Regions from separate parts of the Sus scrofa genome. Here region 1 is linked to region 2. The links are chromatin contacts, called in public HiChIP or PLAC-seq maps. All regions are on one chromosome and are shown on one strand. Each heading gives the region's core, a stretch centred on a gene start, on an enhancer-like site or on the middle of the called end of the contact. The rest is flanking DNA. Distances are from core to core; before and after follow the strand shown.

What was found. HiChIP or PLAC-seq counts read pairs in DNA pulled down with a chosen protein or histone mark.
Region 1: an H3K27ac HiChIP or PLAC-seq map of skeletal muscle shows a contact between it and region 2. The contact joins two enhancer-like sites. A contact is called at or near these places in 2 of 2 datasets of contacts at active chromatin or transcription factors (alveolar macrophages and skeletal muscle).

What each region holds. Positions count from the first base shown.
Region 1 is chr4:15,032,558-15,037,571 of Sscrofa11.1, reverse strand. The region is part of intron 3 of MTSS1 (metastasis suppressor protein 1); the gene reads right to left. Among named protein-coding and RNA genes, the nearest start is that of NDUFB9, 78 kb to the left of the region's middle. Within about 2 kb of position 2,936, at least 9 of the 83 cell types and tissues checked have an H3K27ac peak or open chromatin away from gene starts, as enhancers often do. A contact at or near this core is called in skeletal muscle, where this site is marked.
Region 2 is chr4:14,817,721-14,822,609 of Sscrofa11.1, reverse strand. It overlaps LOC106509966 (a long non-coding RNA gene), which reads left to right. Exons shown (of 3, transcript XR_001308019.2): 2 at 3,721-3,912. Among named protein-coding and RNA genes, the nearest start is that of ZNF572, 98 kb to the right of the region's middle. Within about 2 kb of position 2,484, at least 29 of the 83 cell types and tissues checked have an H3K27ac peak or open chromatin away from gene starts, as enhancers often do. A contact at or near this core is called in skeletal muscle, where this site is marked.

The DNA.
Region 1 (5,014 bases), core at 1,687-4,186, 210 kb before region 2:
CAGACTGAGTCAAAAGAAAATAGGAGGGGGCCTAGGGCGAGATCAGAGTTGACCCCATATGCAAAATACATATACAACCCCCATATAAAACCCCATCCCTAGACATGAATAAGAACTACCCAGCCTACCTGCCTTTATCTGCTCCTGGCCATTCAGGAGCTGAAGTCTTGGGGATTAGAGGAAACATTCAAGGGAAATCCAGAAAGAACCGTTTCACCTGAAGGGTTCCAGTAACAAAAGATTCCCCAAACTACTCAGTTTAGCCATTCCAGGCTAAATTAGCCATTTTCCATTGAAAATGTTTAACTTCATCTGTTTAACTTCATCTGGCATCATCTGAAGTCACACAAATATTATCCTTCTTACAAAGAACACAGGGGACTAAACTGCATATGTTCTTGTCCGTACGTGTGTATCAAGCTTGTCATCTTTCCCCAAATAATTTCCATGCAGGTACTGATCCATCACCTTCCTAGGTGATAAATACTGAAAGGCTACAATTATTAGGAAACATGGTTAAGCTCTGTGAAAACCACATTTCCTTTTTATCCAACATAAATAAATCCAGGGTCCAAAATAGTTTGGTGCTCGGAGGCTCCCTCCTACCCCCGCCCCCAAACCACTCACCTGCACAGTGAAATTCGGTTGAATCAACAAATCAGCCAAAAAGAGTGAAATTTATAATATCAACCATGCAGTTTAAGCATTCAGCTTAGAGGGAAATAAATTTAAAAAAAGTGAAGAGCATCTAAAATGCGGAAACCGGAGTTCCTGTCGTGGCTCAGTGGTTAACGAATCTGACTAGGAACCATGAGGTTTCGGGTTCGATCCCTGGCCTCCCTCAGTGGGTTGTGCGAGCTGTGTTGTAGGTCGCAGATGTGGTTTGGATCCTGCGTTGCTGTGGTTCTGGCGAGGGCAGGCAGCAACAGCTCCGATTAGACCCTTAGCCTGGGAACCTCCATATGCCGCGTGAGCAGCCCTAGAAAAAGGCAAAAAGACAAATAAATAAATAAAGGAAAAGAAAATACGGAAACCCCTTCTAAAACACGCTGCCATCTAGCCCTTCCCTGAGAAGGTAGGAAAATTCCCTCCTCTCTTCCTGTCAGCTCATCAAAGCCGTCAACCATCGCTTCCCCAAGTGAATTGATACGTGCTGGTTAAACTGGCTTAAAACAAAGGAGAGATTTACCTGTGCTAGTCAGCACGCATGCCCAAATTGGAGAAGGCGCATGGGTTTGCAAAGACCTACCTGTAAGGACAAAGGAAGAACAAGACAGCCCTGCTCCCAAGGACAGGGGCAAGCCCACACTATTTAACGTGAGCCTCACATGAGCTCCAAAGGCTGTGTTCAGATGGCACGGGAGCACCATCTTTCTGAGCAGGGCAGGGCTGTGATGGAGGATTCTCTGCCCAGGTTTGCGGGAGGAGGAGGGCTGGTGAGAGGCATGGACTAGAGTTCAGAAAGGAGGTGACCAAATGCAGTCTAGACATGGGGAGGGGGGCGGAGGGGTTGTGATGTGACAGAGGGAGAGAAAAGGAGGGGAGGGGTATGTATGGGAGGACAGCAGGGACCAGTACCCGCCCACCTGGAGAGCACGAGAGTGATGAGCGAGGCAGGACTGGGAACCGAAACTGTGTCTGACATCTGAGGTCCAGGCAACCTCATCTGGGAGCTCCATGAACAGACACGGATACCAAGAGGTGGCCGTTTGGTTTGGCAGAGTCTCGGGTGCCACTGGCTGGACCAAATACCCCTGGACTGTGCCAGGTGTGTGGATGGCGCTGAAATAAATGTCCGTCCAGATGAAAGGAGACCGACCAGCAGATGGCAGAAGCCTGGAGGCTGACCCCAAAGGGATGGATTTGCCCAGAGCAGGGAGGTGTGGGCCTGAGAATGAAGGAGGCCCCCACACAAAGCTGTCACCCTCCACATGACAAATGGCAGATGTCTGGCAAACCTGGAAACTTCCTGACATTCAGCTCACTCTATTTGTTTCATAGATAAATGCTATAAACAACGTGGCTGCATTTCCCTGCCCACAGACCTCAGCAGCTGGAATAGCATGAGGTCCCCAATCTGTCCGGGCCTGGGTGTGTGGATTTCAGATCCAAATATGCAAATCATCCCTTTTCAGGGAAATGGTTTTCTGGACAGGACTTGGGGCTTGGGAGCCAGAAAGAGAAGTCACAAATGGTTGTCCTCTTTGTTGGGTAGTATCTGATGCATGTCCTGGCTCTGCCTCCCGCTAGTTACCTGACCCTAACTAGCAAAAGGAAAGGTTCTTCTGAGCCTCAGTTTGCTCATCTGCAAAGTGGGACTTTCTCCTGGCCTTTCAAGATTCTGGTTAAGGAACATATGAGTTAAATCATTGGAGAATACACTCCAAAATGCAAAGAGCTCCATTAGGGCAAGGGGGTTCTTGGCAAGAGGCAAAATCCTTCTAATCTTTGTACTGAAGCTATCACAATCATTCCAACTCATTTTTTTTTGGTTTGTTTTTATTTTTGTTTTTTTGTTTTTGTTTTTTCAGGGCCTTACCTGAGGCACATGGAGGCTCCCAGGCTAGGGGTCCAATTGGAGCTGTAGCCACCTGCCTACGCCAGAGCCACAGCAATGCCAGATCCGAGCAGTGTCAGCGACCCACACCACAGCTCATGGCAACGCCATATTCTTAACCCACTGAGAGAGGCCAGGGATCAAACCTGCATCCTCATGGATACTAGTTGGGTTCGTTAACCACTGAGCCATGACAGAAACGCCTCCAACTCATTCTTATAGGCACGAGTCCAGTTCAGCAAAAGGAGCAAGTGGTGGGGAACTTAGGGATATTAACAAAACCTGAAACTTGAGACAGACCAGCACTTTTAGACACAGACTTTCAGCTCCCCAACACAGGCGGCTTTCACGGCCAAGTTCAGCTGGTACAGACCATCTGCTTGGGAGGCAATTCTATCCGCAAAGGCTGCCTGATCTTGGCTCTGAGAGAGAAGGCCAGTTAAGGAACAGCTCCCCACCCCCAACACACACACACACTCACACACACACAAACAATGCAGCTCTGAGACCCATTGTGAAAGGTGCTTCAATGCTCCAGCTGCAAGTGCAGCCACACTATCTTCTTTAAACACATCTAGTTTTCTTCAATTTCTTGATGAACAGACTCCCAGGCGCTGCTGCAGAACAGAAAGGCTACACATCCCTTTTCATGCGCAAATCCTCACACACAGCAGTGTGTCCATCCAAGAAATCCAGATGACAGGATGGCATCCAGGCAATGTCCCCGTTGCCTGCCTGCACTTCCCAGTGGGCTTCGCAGTCAATATTCCATAAACAAAACGAGTACCTGCTATGTGCAGAGCACTACGCAGAGCCTGATGAGGACGTGAAGGGAAACCTAAACAAGACTCCGGGGCCACATGTCTTCAGCATGACACTGTGCTGACAAGGATGAAGAGGATGAGGGTGAGTGAAAGGACCAGACAGAAGAGAGACCACAGCCCATCCGAAAGGCTCTGGGAGAGGAAGCTGGGGTATGTAGATCTTCCAGGAGAATAATTTTTCTCTACACAGAGCCATGCTCATGTTTCATTGGTTCTTTTCGTAGAAACATTTTTCATGCACAGTGCTGGGCTGGTCCAGCCCAGGGACAGCTTTTCAGCTCCTTTTGCTGCCAGGATGCTTGAGCTAGATAATGTTCCCATGGTCCAGGTAGCCCCAGTCAAAAGGATCCTGAGGCATTCCTGTTGTGGCTCAGCAGGTTAAGAATGTGACTTATGTCCATGAGGATGCGGGTTCGATCCCTGGCCTCATTCAGTGGGCTAAGAATCCAGCATAGGTCGTAGATGCAGCTCAGGTCGGGCATTGCTGTGGCTGTGGGGTAGGCTGGTGGCTGTGGCTCCAATTTGATGGCTAGCCTGGGAGCCTCCATATGTCGCAGGTGTGGCCCTAAAAAGAAAAATATGTATTTTTTAAAAAAGGATCTTGAGAAGCATGAAATGCAGAAGTGAGCAACCTCAGCCACAGAGCAGGGGCTCATAGGTGGGGGTGGCAATCCGCTAGTATGGTTCTATTCCATAAGGCAGGGTTTGCTGGGAGACACCCCGCCTGCCGTCAGAAAAGAGGTGATGAGATCTACCTGATCACAGGATAAGCTGGCTAGAAATGACTCGAGCTTAGTGAGGACAGATCAGAGGGTCCTCCAAGTTCTGTCTGGGATATCTGGTTTCCCGTTCCCTCCTCTGGGGGTGGCCCCAGCCTCTGCTCCAGCAGACAGTTGAGAAAGGAAACAGGGATGGCATCTCCATGGCGACCATCGAAGGGGCTGGTGTACACGGCCCTGGCACTAAGAAAGGTCTCCCAAAGCATCTCTTGGTCACTGGAGCAGATAAGCCGGCCATGGGCTCCCAGCCCCTGCCCAGCCTGCACACAGGCGTCAGAAGTGAGCCTGTCACAGGCTACTGCTCCACTCCTAGCAACCTACCCATATTCCTGTTTACCTGGAAGCAGCTGCAGGGCCCAGGTCAAAGTTCACGCAGAGAAAAGCTTCCACGGCCTTAAGAGGTAGCCAACCCAATTCTCAACGAGAAACTAAGACTGTGCTCATCTTATTCTGCTCCCCTGCACCTCTGATGGTGTTTTTATAGTGCCTTTGAGCTGTCTGAAAACCGAGAGCCTTCCTTGTTTTTTCCTTCCCTTTTTTTTTTTAGGGCAGCAACAGAGGCATATGGAGGTTCCCAGGCTAGGGCTCGAATAGGAGCTGCAGCTGCTGGCCTATGGCACAGCCACAGCAAGACCAAATCCGAGCCAGGTCTGCAACCTACACCACAGCTCAAGGCAACACCAGATCCTTAACCCACTGAGCAAGGCCAGGGATTGAATCTGCATCCTCATGAATACTAGTCAGATTCTTAACCTGCTGAGCCACAACAGCAACTCCCATGAAGTAATTGTAGTGAGTGCTCCAAGGATGAGGGCTGGCGATCAGGGAGAAACTGGAGCCCAATCACTGCATTA
Region 2 (4,889 bases), core at 1,235-3,734:
CACTGTGCTAACTCAGGTTGCTGCTGTGGTGTGGGTTCAGTCCCTGGTTGGGGGAACTTCTGCATGCCCTGGACCTGGCCAAAAAAACGTGGTAATAATTTTTAGTTGAATAACTGTATTATCTTAAATTTTATCTTAAATGAATTCAAACAACTGATTTCATTAGCTCTCAAGTGTAAGAGTCTTAAGTATACACACATTGAAGTATACACTTTTTGTGGCCACACCCATGGCACATGAAGGTTCCCTGGGTCAGGCATTGGGGCTGTGCCACAGCAGTGGCAATGCTGGATCCTTGACCCACCATACTACCAGGGAACTCCAAAATATACCTTTTTTAATTATAAATAGAAAAAAAATATAGAAAGCCCTTGTCCTTCCTTATGTTGCAATCTAGTTTGGGAGGTAGATGTTGATTAAAGTAATGATTTATGCAATGTTGATACTGATTATATATTTGAGTTATGTATATAAATATATATGTAATGTATAAAATAAGCATATATCTGGGTGGAGTGGTGTCCTCTCCCAAAGATTGATGTCCTTTCCAGAACTTCAGAATGTGATCTTATTTGGAAATAGAGTCATTGCAGATGGAGTTGGTTAGGAGGAGGTCATGCTGAACTAGGGTGAGCCCCCAATGCAGTATGACTGGTGTTCTTACAAGAGGAGAGGAGAGACAGAGACACATGAGGGAAGGCCCTGTGATGACCGGGACTCAGATGCAGCTGCAAGCCAAGGGATGCCAAGGATTGTTGGCAGCCAAGAAACTAGGAAGAGGCAAGAAGGAGTCTTCTCTAGAGCCTTGGAGGAAGCATGGCCTGCTGACACCTTGTTTTTAGACTTCTGGCCTCCAGAACTATGAGAGAATAAAATTCTGTTGTTTTAAGCCACCCAGTTTGTGGAATTTGCAACAGCAGCCCTAAAGAAACTCATAAGAATAAAATTGATTGATTCTTATTATTCATGATAGTTATGTTTTATAAAGTCACTCCACGCACCGAATTGGTGAATATTGAACCGCTGCTCCTAGGGGCGATACAGGGTTAGGTTCCTGTGAGCCTCTGTTCACAACATTTTCATCAGCCCATCAGTATATAAAACCTTGCCCTATGTGTGCTTCTGTTCAAAAACACTTATTTAATAAGGACTGTTGAGTCATTGACATTGAACTCATGCCAACAGCAATACAACTCATGCCTGAATGATTCTTATCTAATACACATACGTCTTTTCTCCATAAGGCACCTCCCAGCCTTCTGGAGCTTAGGGACACTAGACAGCAGCCCGGCACTCTGCTGGGGGAACGATTTTAAGCAGGGAAACCACCCACTGAAAGCTCCCAAATGTGAAAAATGTGGCACAAAACTGATTGCAGAAAGGACCCTCGTTTAGAGCCTGAGAGCTGCAACCAGAAGCAGTTTGCTGGGAAGGTGTGTGTTGGGTGATTCGTATTTTTTGCTGTCTGCACATGCCCACATATGACCTCAAAAGTACTGCAAGTATTGATCTGGGGGTTACAAATGTATTTTAGGGAGTGGCCAATTTTATAGACAGAATTTGCAATAGTGAGGACGGACGACTGTATACACACACATTCAAATTGTAAGAAGCCCTGAAACACTGGGAAAGAAAAGAATAGAGTGAGAGATAAGGGGGAGCACTTAGCTGGCACAGTGGTGGCATTTTAAGTGCTACCAATGCACACCTTCCCAGCTGAGGTCCAACAAGTTGGCAAACTGCTTCCTGTTTCAGCACTTAGCTGGCATAGTGGTGGTATAAGTGGCAGCATTTTAAGCTAAGATCTGAAGGTAGAGGGGAGCCAGGGTGGGAGAAGGTCGCCCAGCAGAGGGGCAGCTTGTAGGAAGTCTGGGGCGTGAAACGACTCTATGCATTTGAGTGAGGTGGGATCCTAGGAGCAAGATGGTGAATGATGGGGGGCAAAGTTTCTTCTTAAAGTGCATTGGGGAGACCTTTTGAGTGTTTCGAGCAAAAAAAATCCAAGGCAGAGCTAAAGTTCTCTCTAGCTGCTTCGGATTCATCAGAACGAGATCTGTTTACCTCCATCAGCTAATCTGAGAAGTAAATTTGTGATGCTCTTAAATCCTTCTCTGGGAGTTCCTACTGCGGCACAGTGGGTTAAGGATCCGGCATTGCCTCAGCTGTGTGTATGCTGCAGCTGTGGTTCGGATTTGATCCCTGGCCCGGGAACTTCCACATGCCTCAGGTGCAGGAAGAAAATCCTTCTCTGGATTTGTGCAGGGATATAAATAAACGCCAAGTGAGGTATCATAACATGGTCAGACCTCAGTTTGTTCTGCACATAATGGTATTTAATTTTTAAATCAGATCTGCTAAGAATGTGATGCCTCAAACTAAGGGAGTGAGACTTTCATGTGATAAGTTCGGCTTCTACTGCGTGGGGTGGGGGGAGCTATTTTTAGAAGGGAGACCTCTCAGTGCCCCTAAACCAGGCCGGAGGCACTGCTCTGCCTTGGCATTTGACAGGCCTCGCTATCAGCTTTCACCCTGGGCAAGGCGTGGGCAGGCTGTGGTAACCCATGTTGCCAGGAATGCCTGACCAGAAACTGCTCTCGGGTGTGTCCTGGAGCTGCCTCCCCTTCCCTTGACCCCAGGGTGCTGGCTTTCCGGCCTTGTGAAATCTTCTCAAAGCAGGAAGGAGCCTGAGTTCTGTGTGGTGCTGCTTGAGTTTGACTTGACGGGTGTGCCGTGTGCTCTTGAACAACCCAGCTGACTTCTCCAGGCCTCACCTCGGTGTGTCCATCTAGCATGAGTCACCCCGGACCAACCCTACCCAAGGAAACAGGGGCCGGTTACTACGGAGACACTTGGAACCCGTGGGCAGGTCGTGCTCCGTCAGTGGGAAACCCCGCGGGCGCCATTTTCTATCCCTTCTTGAGGAGAAAGTCCCTTGTTCATCATTGAGCCAGTCTGAGTAAGCGTGTTCCTTGGTGTTGGATGACTGAGAAAGCCCCTCGTGCTATCTCATCATATTTTCTTCCTCTTCTCTGTGACTTACCAGCACTCCCTTCTGTAGGACATGCTGAGGAATGATTATGAGTCAAAAGGAAGAATGACAAACAAGTGAATTTTCTGGTCTGGTATTCAGAGGGAAAATTCAGCTCAAATGTGAGCCATTCCGACTCCTGAAAGGTGAAGAGGCTCTTAGGTGAACACACTTGGTCTTTTAATAGGAAAACTGCCTGCCTGTCCCAGCGAAACTGCCTTTGTTCCTCGGTTTACCTCAGCCTTTTCAGTCACGGGGCGGAAGCGTTGTAGGATCCATGCTGGCCAGGAACCGAGCTGTTGTCCCTGTTCTGCCATCTTTCTGTGACTCCCTGGGCCAGTCACTTGCCCTCGCAGGGCCTGTCTGCAAAGGGTGTATGCAGACAGCCCAGGCAGCTCCTGGGCAGCCGTCTCCATTTCTGTGGAGCAGGTATTTTATCGCATTCTTTTGTGCTCAAGGACTCCAGAATTAGATCCCCCAAATATGCTTGAGAAACACTTACTCTACAGGAACTCAAACCAAGTAATGAAAACCATTGAAAACAACCAAGCAGCCATGTCCTGAAGTCACCTCTTCCTGGGAGGTCCAGGAGCATCCGCCGCTCCCCGCCCCATTCCTCCACCCACTCCCCCCCACACACTCCCCTGCCTGCTTTCCCTGAATTTGACTTCCTTTCCCTTCCCTTCCCACAGGGCGCTGCCCCCCTGGCCCCCGGAGCCCATGTCGGCACAAGGATGGACCATCAGACGCTTGTGTGAAACGGTACCCAGGAGGGGACCCCACTTTATAAAGCAGGTCTGAACCTCTGGCCTCTGACCTCAGAAGGGGGTTTCCTGGCTCCCGTTCTCCAAATGGTTGCTTCAAGCTTCCCAAACTCAGCCGAGGTGAGAAAAACAGAGCCGAGCTCCCTCTGGGTGCAGGCGCAGGGCCGGGGGCGGGGATGTCAGGACAGAGTTCCTGCCTGCGGGTTCCAGTCGGGGAGGTGGCCCGCGGTCTCTGAAGACCTTCCTCCCCGTGGAAGGTGGCCGGGTGATGTGACGGGGAAACAAAGGTCTCAGAGAAGGCAGACAAGAAGCCCAGCTGAGAAATGCGCCCCTAACACCTCGATCAATCATTTCTCAACTTTTTTTTTTTTTTCCTGGCACTTTATGAAGCTCTTTTCCCCCCCGCCCCGCACAGGAGCTCATTTGTTCCTCACAAGCGCTTGGGGAAGCAGATGAGACAGAGCGACTTTTTCCCCTTGATACATGTGGCGGCATGAGTCTCACCAGGGACAATTCCCACAGCAGACACAGAGCCGTTACTAAGTTAAATAATAAGCATCGCCTCCACTGATGACGTACCTCCTCTGCGCCAGGCCTGAGAGCTGTGAGCCCTTGAATGATGGTCACCATCTTTTTTTGTGTGTGTGTGTGTCTTTTTAGGGCTGCTCCCTCAGCATATGGAGGTTCCCAGGCTAGGGGTCTAATTGGAGGTGTAACTGCCAGCCTCCACCACAGCCATCGCAACGTGGGATCCGAGCCATATCTGCGACCTACACCACAGCTCACGGCAATGCCGGATCCTTAACCCACTGAGCGAGGCCAGGGATCGAACCCAAAACCTCATGGTTCCTAGTCGGGTTTGTTAACCACTGAGCCACAACGGGATATCTGACATCATCTTTTATAATTCTCACAACTCTGCACAACAGGTCTTATTATTTTTCCTTTTTTTTTTGAATTATGATAAAGTATGCACAATGTAAAATTCACCATTTCAACCATCTTTAAGTGTACAGGTCAATGGCATTAAGTACCTTCAGAATGTTGTGCTACCATCACCACGTCCACCCACAGAGCTCTTTTCATCTTGCAAAGTC